Regions from separate parts of the Zea mays genome. Here regions 1 and 2 are each linked to region 3. A link is a contact called in public Hi-C data. All regions are on one chromosome and are shown on one strand. Each heading gives the region's core, a stretch centred on a gene start, on an enhancer-like site or on the middle of the called end of the contact. The rest is flanking DNA. Distances are from core to core; before and after follow the strand shown.

The links. A called contact is a pair of places that touch in the nucleus more often than the background predicts.
Region 1: a contact with region 3 is called in a Hi-C map of ear, with 6 times the contacts expected there. The contact joins the promoter of LOC103655106 here to the promoter of LOC100277723 in region 3. A contact is called at or near these places in 12 of 25 Hi-C or Micro-C datasets (bundle sheath, ear, endosperm and 4 more) and 1 of 3 datasets of contacts at active chromatin or transcription factors (leaf).
Region 2: a contact with region 3 is called in a Hi-C map of leaf, with 5 times the contacts expected there. The contact joins the promoter of LOC100383172 here to the promoter of LOC100277723 in region 3. A contact is called at or near these places in 10 of 25 Hi-C or Micro-C datasets (bundle sheath, ear, endosperm and 2 more) and 1 of 3 datasets of contacts at active chromatin or transcription factors (leaf).

What each region holds. Positions count from the first base shown.
Region 1 is chr4:12,733,795-12,736,946 of Zm-B73-REFERENCE-NAM-5.0, reverse strand. LOC103655106 (heparan-alpha-glucosaminide N-acetyltransferase) reads left to right here and starts at 1,401. Exons shown (of 13, transcript XM_008681913.3): 1 at 1,401-1,619; 2 at 1,980-2,117; 3 at 2,327-2,408; 4 at 2,533-2,609; 5 at 2,724-2,839; 6 at 2,973-3,090. The coding sequence starts at 1,401.
Region 2 is chr4:12,767,184-12,769,949 of Zm-B73-REFERENCE-NAM-5.0, reverse strand. LOC100383172 (F-box/kelch-repeat protein SKIP20) reads left to right here and starts at 1,497. Exons shown (of 1, transcript NM_001175837.2): 1 at 1,497-2,766. The coding sequence starts at 1,602. The coding sequence ends at 2,720.
Region 3 is chr4:12,916,089-12,918,945 of Zm-B73-REFERENCE-NAM-5.0, reverse strand. It overlaps LOC100277723, which reads right to left and starts at 1,377. Exons shown (of 9, transcript NM_001151218.2): 1 at 1,045-1,377; 2 at 196-375; 3 at 1-105. The coding sequence starts at 1,252.

The DNA.
Region 1 (3,152 bases), core at 152-2,651, 180 kb after region 3:
AAATATGAAGACATTTGTCGTTGTCTGGTTCACGTATTTATAACATGATAGCTCTGTACCCCGCGAGGAAGAAAGACCAGCAGAGAAATCTCTGTACCATCGATGCAAGGAAAAATGAAGTACAGTCGGTGGAGTATTTTTTTGAAGAGATTAAATATTTTTTTAACCAAAACAAACAAATCTCTGTACCGTGAAGAGTCACAATTTGTGTTCCGTGGCATCGCACGGACACGTTCCTACTAAATTATAGTAACACACAGCAACTGACTGACTATACGGGTAAGTGTTTGGAATGGCCAGGTGGCCCAGGCCGCCGGGGAGCCCGGGCAGCAGCGTGCGCGTGAGAGCAGCAGGGCCAAGCCCAGCCACGCAGGGAGATCCGTTTCGGCCAGGACAGCCTGTTAGCATCATGGGCTTTTCGACTTCAGCAAAGTTTCACAAAAAAAAGGTCCAATCTTCTTCGAATTTAGATGTTGATATTTTTTCTTCTTCTAGGTTAGGATTACTTGATGGATACTTTATTTATGATAGAGAGGGAGTAGTCTTCATGCTCAACCGTCGAACGTAAAAGCATGATGGATTTTCATATCGTCAAACTGCAAAGATAAGATGATAGTTCTGACGTCCCTGATCGCACTATAGTATGGCACATGACTAGTATTAGTTTTGTTTGGGCTCACTCGTTTCCATTCCAGATGGAGCAACATCCTCAGCTGCACGCTCCAGGACAACGACAAAGATGTGTAGCGGCGTCCAAACGCAGCCGGCGATGGCCGTCGTCTTCCACACGGACTGATTTTCCAATACCAAGACGGCGTGCCGCTCTATCGTATTATTTTCAACATATATAAGAACGCCTTAAAAAAATAGAGAGAGCGCATGTTTGCCGGCCTAGACGACAGACACCCTGTTAGACCTGTAAATCTGAATCTTGGCTTCCGAGTAAGAATCTTTAATTTGCTCATATATATATGTTCCTATACCCTCGACAGCTATGTTCCTCATGCATGCGCGAAGGCTTTTTACACACGGTGGAATCTGCAAGGTTTCGACACTTGGAAATAACAGAGGACACGAAGGCACTCCAATAAGAAACGAAACATGGGTAGTGACGAACTCCCGTGTGGAAAACATTTTTTACCTCACCTACTACAGGACGGCAACCCTACGCTAATGCCAGACTAATCTAGCTAGCAGCTGAACTAGTTATATCAAAAAAAAAAAAAACAGCACCTTGTGGACTTACAAGAGACATCTAGCTACAATTATTGTAGCTAGCTAGATAGCCGTATGTATATATATACGAATGTGACACACTTGGAACATACATAACATGGCTCATTTTGTAGTCATCAGTAGCTAGAGTCTAAGAAAATTAAGCTAGACGGTGGTCGGTGGATATGGAGAAGGAGGGGCAGGAGATAGCAGCATCGGACGGGGGAAAAGGTCCAGCCGAGCAGCACGCCATTGACGTTGGCCATGTCGTCCAGCACGGTGATGGCAAGGGCGAGGACGACATCGAGAAGGAGAGAGTGGCTGTGGTTGAGGACGTGCAGACGAAGAAGAAGAGCAGCAGGAGAGTGGCGGCCCTCGATGCCTTCAGAGGGCTAACCATTGTGGTACGTACACACATATATATACACAGTACACAAATCTACTTTTCTTTTGTTTTTATTTATTCCGAAAAAAGTTCGATTTTGTTTCCTGGCATATATATGCACTATTAGTTTCTAGCTGACAAACTCCTTCCTCCTCCACGACCTTAGAAACGGTTTAAGGAAGTGAAGTTCTTCTGTGAGCATAAGCTGGGGGATCGGACTTTGGGAGCATATATATATATATATATATATATATATATATATATATATATATATATATATATATATATATATATATATATATATATATATATATATATATATATATATATATATATATGAACCGTTGAATTTTATTTAATTTCCTTGCATGCTTTGCAGCTTATGATACTAGTGGACGATGCTGGTGGGGCTTACGAGCGGATGGACCACTCGCCATGGAACGGCTGCACCCTGGCGGACTTCGTCATGCCCTTCTTCCTCTTCATAGTTGGCGTTGCCATCGCCTTCGCGTTGAAGGTGATAATAACACACTCTTCAATCGATCCATACTTCCATAAATGTAGAGGTTTGTAGCACAGCAATCGATCATTGGTCACAGATATGATGTAGTACATTGCCAGAGGAAAGTAGCAGGCGTGAATACCCCTTGCTGTTTCGCAAGTGCAATGTTTCCTACTAGCAGAGAGCTGATCACCACATGCTCACATGGACATATATGGTTGCAGAGAGTTCCCAACATCGGCGCCGCCGTGAAGAAGATTACCACCAGGACACTAAAAATGCTCTTCTGGGGTGTGCTTCTCCAAGGTAAGTTTGTTTTTTTTTTCCGTTGCTATGGTTCTGTCAGTGCTTCTGTTCACTGATCATCTAGCTGAAATGACCTTTGTCACTACCGTATTTGATGGTATATATCTTGGTATGTACGGCGAAGGTGGGTATTCTCATGCTCCGGATGACCTCGCTTATGGCGTGGACATGAAGAAGATCAGATGGTGTGGCATCCTACAGGTCCGGTTCCATCACCAGCTACTAATTCTCTCTTCTGCTACCTGCTTCACATAGATCATGGCAATAACTTGGATTTCTTGTCTGTTCTTCACTGGAAATTGGAATCATCATCAGAGAATTGCTTTGGTATACTTCTTTGTTGCTCTGATAGAGGCGCTCACCGTCAAGGTACGGCCTACCACGGTGCGGTCCGGTCCATACGCCATTTTCGATGCGTATCGGTGGCAATGGTACGCAGCTCTCATTCTTCCTGACACAGATGAATAACACTGCAACTGCACATAAATACCATTCCGTTTCATTTTTGTCGATTCTGAAACTGAATAGCAGGCATGACTGACTAACGCTTTCTGGAAAGGACAGGCTAGGTGGCCTTGTTGCATTTGTGGTATACATGGTCACAACATTCTCACTCTATGTCCCGGACTGGAGCTTTGTCTACCACAACGAAGGCGACGTCAACGACGGGAAACAGTTCACGGTGCTCGCGACTTTCCTGGGCGCCATACCAATCACCACTGGAATGTGTCGTATTTCATTCAG
Region 2 (2,766 bases), core at 248-2,747, 150 kb after region 3:
CACACTCTCAAGTCCTTTGCTCCAAATAAATTTGAGTCTCCAACTTAATTTCTTTCTTGGTTTGTGTTGAACCTTATGCACCTGCGATAAATAACAACTAGGCAAACTAATTAGTCAACGTGATTTGTGATGGACGTCAACTATTAAAATCGATTATAGAAAATGATTAGGTCTATTTTCCTTTTAGTAGAGACTAGATTCACTTCACTTCTACCATGAAGCAGTTTAGATTTTTATCGTTTGACTCGGCAGTAGTGATAATCACTAGGAGCGGAGCTAACCGTTCGACGACAAATCTCATATACATATAGATTTACTTTAATAGAACTGTCTTAAATAGATTCCTGAAGAATTCATGCCTTCCGAACTCCGCATAGTATGATATTTCCTGGATCGAAGCCTGGTTCATGGACCGGCTGTTCCATTTCATGCTGCTGTCCATGTTATTCACATGTCGATCTTTAAAAAAATGTAATGCAAACATAAGCACACACGCGCACGGTCGGTGCAGACACAAACGACGTTGCCGGGCATCCAAAATATCCCTGCGTCACAAGCAAATCTGAGAAACTCAGACGCAGACGCAGGAGAAAAGTCTAAACTCCGATTGCCGCGAGAGTCAAAATGCAATGTAAAAAAAATGTTCAGTAATTAGAGTATTATCTCTGCTACGTTGCTAACCCATCCGGATTCCGGAGAGGCGGAGACCTTGTCACGGGCGGGGGCGATCACGGCACAGAAGAAAAATTCTCCCTTTTGGCCGTTAACAATTGGACGACGCCCGTGGTTTTGGTTTATTAGCGGCAGCGGCCCACTTGTTCTACACAGGTCAGTGGCACCCTTAATTTGCAGCCTGCGTCGTCCATTTGCTCGCAAACGTAAGCACCATGGTAAGTTTTTTTACATAGTAAAATGCATTATATCCTCGAACTTAGCATCATGTATCATTTAGGTCTTCAAATTTAAAACTAGAAAAACGAGTACGGTAACTTGACCTGTCCATCCAAACTATAATATCAATTTTTTTTTGTTTTATAAGTTCGAGGGGACATAGCATAGTGTAAAATAGGGACATGAATTGTAGCTGATATTGACACTGTTTGTACAGTGTAGCTTAAAATAGGAATAATACATGAGATATGCTCGAGATAATATAAGTAGATGCATTTCACTCTTTGTTTTTTTACAGCTCCATCCTCCTCGTGCTCATCTACACGCTGTACACCGCCAAAAAGATCAGGCCATTCTTCTAGATCCACAGACATTTAGAAAAAACATCTCAGTCCCATCTGTAGGTTGCAAACTTTTAAGTATTTGCCTTTTTTTCCCTGCTTCTCTGAGGAGGCCACTAGGACCGGTAGTAAAGCATAAAGATGCAAACTTTTAATTATTTGCAGGTTTTTATATCGGCTTCGCTGTGCGTTCGGTCCAATAACCGAGTCCCACGTAGCACGCACACCCCTCTATTTAATCGCCCACTCGCCTGTCTGCGAGGCCGCACATCCCATTCCCCACATCTCAAGTGAAGAGAAGTAGAACTAGTGGAGAGAGGAGAACAGGAGATTAGATCAGCTCGCACGCAAGCCAAAGGAAAAGGCAAGATGCGGAGCCCAAGGGGTGGAGGCGGCCTGGAGCACGTGGATCTGATTCCCGGCATCCCCGACGACGTCGCCGTGGACTGCCTGGCCCGCGTCCCGCACGCCTCCCACCGCGCGATGCGCCGGGTCTGCCGCGGCTGGCGTAGCGCCGCCGCGGCGCCGGCCTTCGCGTCGGCGCGCGCCGCGGCGGGCGCCAACGAGGACCTGGTGTACCTGATGCAGTTCGGGAACCCGTCCGCCGACGACGGGCCCAAGGACGGCGACGAGGGGCCGGGCAACGCCCCGGCGTACGGCGTGGCGGTGTACAACGTGACGACGGGCGAGTGGCGGCGGGAGCTTGGCGCGCCGCCCGTGGTGCCGGTGTTCGCGCAGTGCGCGGCGGTGGGGACCCGGCTGGCCGTGCTGGGCGGCTGGGACCCGCTGACCTTCGAGCCCGTGGCGGACGTGCACGTGCTGGACGCGGCGACGGGGCGGTGGCGGCGCGGCGCGCCCATGCGGTCGGCGCGCTCCTTCTTCGCGTGCGCCGAGGCCGGCGGCAGGATCTACGTGGCGGGGGGCCACGACAAGCACAAGAACGCGCTCAAGACGGCCGAGGCCTACGACGCGGAGGCCGACGCCTGGGACCCGCTCCCGGACATGTCGGAGGAGCGCGACGAGTGCGACGGCATGGCCACCGTGGCCGGCGACCGGTTCCTGGCCGTCAGCGGGTACCGCACGGCGCGGCAGGGCGGGTTCGAGCGCGACGCCGAGTGGTTCGACCCGGCGGCGCGGGCCTGGCGCAGGCTGGAGCGCGTGCGCGCGCCGCCCTCCGCCGCGCACGTCGTCGTCCGCGGCCGCGTCTGGTGCATCGAGGGCAACGCCGTCATGGAGTGGATGGGCACCCGCCGCGGGTGGCGCGAGGTGGGGCCCTACCCGCCGGGGCTCAAGGCCGGCACGGCGCGCGCCGTCTGCGTCGGCGGCGGCGAGAAGGTGGTCGTCACCGGCGCGCTCGACGGTGTGGGCGGCTGCGGCGGCCGGCACGCCCTCTGGGTGTTCGATGTGACGAGCAAGAGCTGGACCGTGGTGCCCCCGCCGCCGGAGTTCGCCGGCTTCGTGTTCTCCGTTGCGTCCGTCCGGATCTGAGAAAACCTAGATCTTCTTCGTCCTGTCCGTCCCTCCGCGATCGATC
Region 3 (2,857 bases), core at 128-2,627:
TGCTTTGAAAATCTGCAACAACATGCGCACATGTCAATATAGTCCCATCTGGATCTATTATAGTTCCAGATCCAATGCTCTGCTCGTTTACCCATCCATGCATATCTACAAAAGGTAATTCGAGAAGTTCACTGCACATAGCCACAACACTGGTGAGGAATTTGACAGTTTTCAAATAGACGGATATGTTCTCACCATGCATAGAAGAAATGTTTACAACAGCAGGACCAACTGCAGATGCCGCCTTGGCAATCGAATTCCTGCCTAGACACGCTGGGCAGCATCTTGGATCACCAGAGCTTCCGTCAGAACCTTGGTCGCCATTGTTAGCAGGTGAAACCGATGCAGACGTGAAGGTATTCAGTACTGGGAACCCTACAAACACATTTGGACACAGTAAGATCTTTGATACAGAGCTCTATCTTACCCAGGCGAAGATAACAACAAACAAGGCAACTGCAGATTCAGGTAAAACAAAAATGCATCAGTCTCATCAGAGTTACTAAGGACACCTTGAAGGTGCTAATCTGTCAACTGTAACTATGATGCACATAGGTAAAAATCAAAGTTTATCATATTGTGAAAAAGGATTATTCCCCGGACTCAAACAAAGACCTTGCAAGCAGGCTGATGCTATGATATTTAAAAACAGCCACCTATCTGGATGATCCAACACCTGCAACTTTTTATGGCATGCCTTTGCACATTACAACTTGTGTTCGTCTCGACATACATTGGTCCATTGACTATAGTAGTTCAAAGTACGGCTGAAAACTTGAGTCCAACCACAGGTCCCTCTACTGAATTGAAGTAACGAGACCCGCCAATGCGCATAACGCCGTACGCAGATAGTCAGATGGATGTCTAGCAGAGAGCAAACGCAAGCCCAATCGAGTGGCATTCCAAAAACCTCGAACCCAAACCACCTTGGACAGTTGGACAGGCAACCACTCCCGACTCCGCCACGCAGCAAAAAGACAGTCTATCCGATGGTCTAGGGTGTACCGATGTAGATAGGCGAGGGAGGGGGTGGCGAAAACGGACCTTGGAACGGATATGGGAGCAGATACGGGGAGAAGAGGCAGGTGCCGGAGCGGAGGCCCTCGGCGGCGGCGGAGGAGGAAAAGGCCTGGCGTGGCGGCTGCGGCGGGGAGGCCGAAACGTAGACGGCTGTGTCGGGATCGCGGAGGCGCGAGAAGGCGGCGGTTGCGGCTAGGAGGAGCGCGGCCCGGCGGCCGACGCGGAGGAGCATTCTGGAAGGATCGCTTGCTGCCTTGGCGTGCCGCACACGAGGAAAGGAGAGCACACGAGGAAAGGAACGGGGAACGCAGAGCGGAGCAGCAGGGCCGTCGCGAAGCGTCTGAGCTGAGGTAGGAGGAAGGAAATGGACCTTTTGGTTTTCTTGCGGGCTGCGGACCTTTCAAAAGCCGAGTTGAGCCAGCAGACCTGCACGAATTCAGTCCAACCATCAAATGCTCCTCCTCGTATGGTCTCTTCCTACGGCCCACTTCTAGCCGCGCTCGCCCGTTCTGTCGCTTAAGGACACAACGCCCCGATCGGGATTGGTGTACAGGAGACCCCGAGGCTTCTTCGGTTAGGGATTGATTAGAAAGGATTAGATGAGATTAAATTCTCTTCTTTACAAATTTGAATAGGAGAGGATTAAATCCTCTCCAATCCATCTCAAACCAACTTAAACCGAACAAGTCCTCAGAGGTAATTCGGTATTTACCCATATCACCCTAATTAGGGTTTCTTAATGCTCTCCCTCGGTGAATACCGTGATAAAGACATGCCTCGTTAAAACTTCCAAAAACCCAGTAAAAAATATGGAGAAAGAACGCATGGCAATGCATATTATATATGCACTTTGTGGCCTCGTTAAAGAAATTCATGTGAGAAACTTTAGGAAAACTCACCAAGGAAAAAAGAGTACAACAACTGTCATCGGGATAGATTTCGATCTTCTAGATCTGGATTCTATCGAATCTTCTACAAGAGCTAACTTTAGAAATGTGCTTCCCTAATCCTTGCAAAATTGTCTCGATATGGCAAAACATTTTCTTCTGTAAGTATATGCACATAGAGATTTAGCAAATGGATTGCATATTGTCGCAAGGATTATCTCAGAAACGTCACCTCAACTCACTTCTAGGATACACGAGGTAAGTGCACATATCAACATAAATAAGCCACTTTGACCGGTGGTCTTCGATCGACTGAATCTATATGATAGAAACTTTCATGAGGGTTCACATATTTATCGTCAAGTTGACGCTTTCAGGGCATACAATATGACATTCAGTGTCTCACAATTGTGATCAATATAAACATTCACTCCCCCTGACGATAACATTTGTCAAAGTCATTATCCCTCATAACTCAAACATACTCTTCAAGATATATGTCTCATTGTTCATCTGGAATAATGAGGATGGACGAGGTTGGGGCGCTACACTTTTCATTCTATCATGCACCACAATGTATGCATGGTTGTGCAAAGCAAATAACTTGTCCTTTTATAGGACTTAGGGGATATTATAGTGGCAATAGTACATATTCTAAATATGACTCATCGCTACAGGCATTCATTCGTTGCAACTTCTATGATGGTGTAACAAAAGTCCATCAATGATAGTAATCCATCATGGATTCTCATCAATCAAATGCATAATTATAGTCTGTCATTCCAACACAATGGGGATATTTTGTCAGTGACACCTAAACAATTTAGGATTCTGCCATCAGAGCTTTAGAGGATATCGTAATTCCCCATCTAGTGGAATATACCATGAGTAAAATTCATGGAATGCACATGTGCTTATTCGATGAACTTTAAGTCCTTTGGTACCTCATT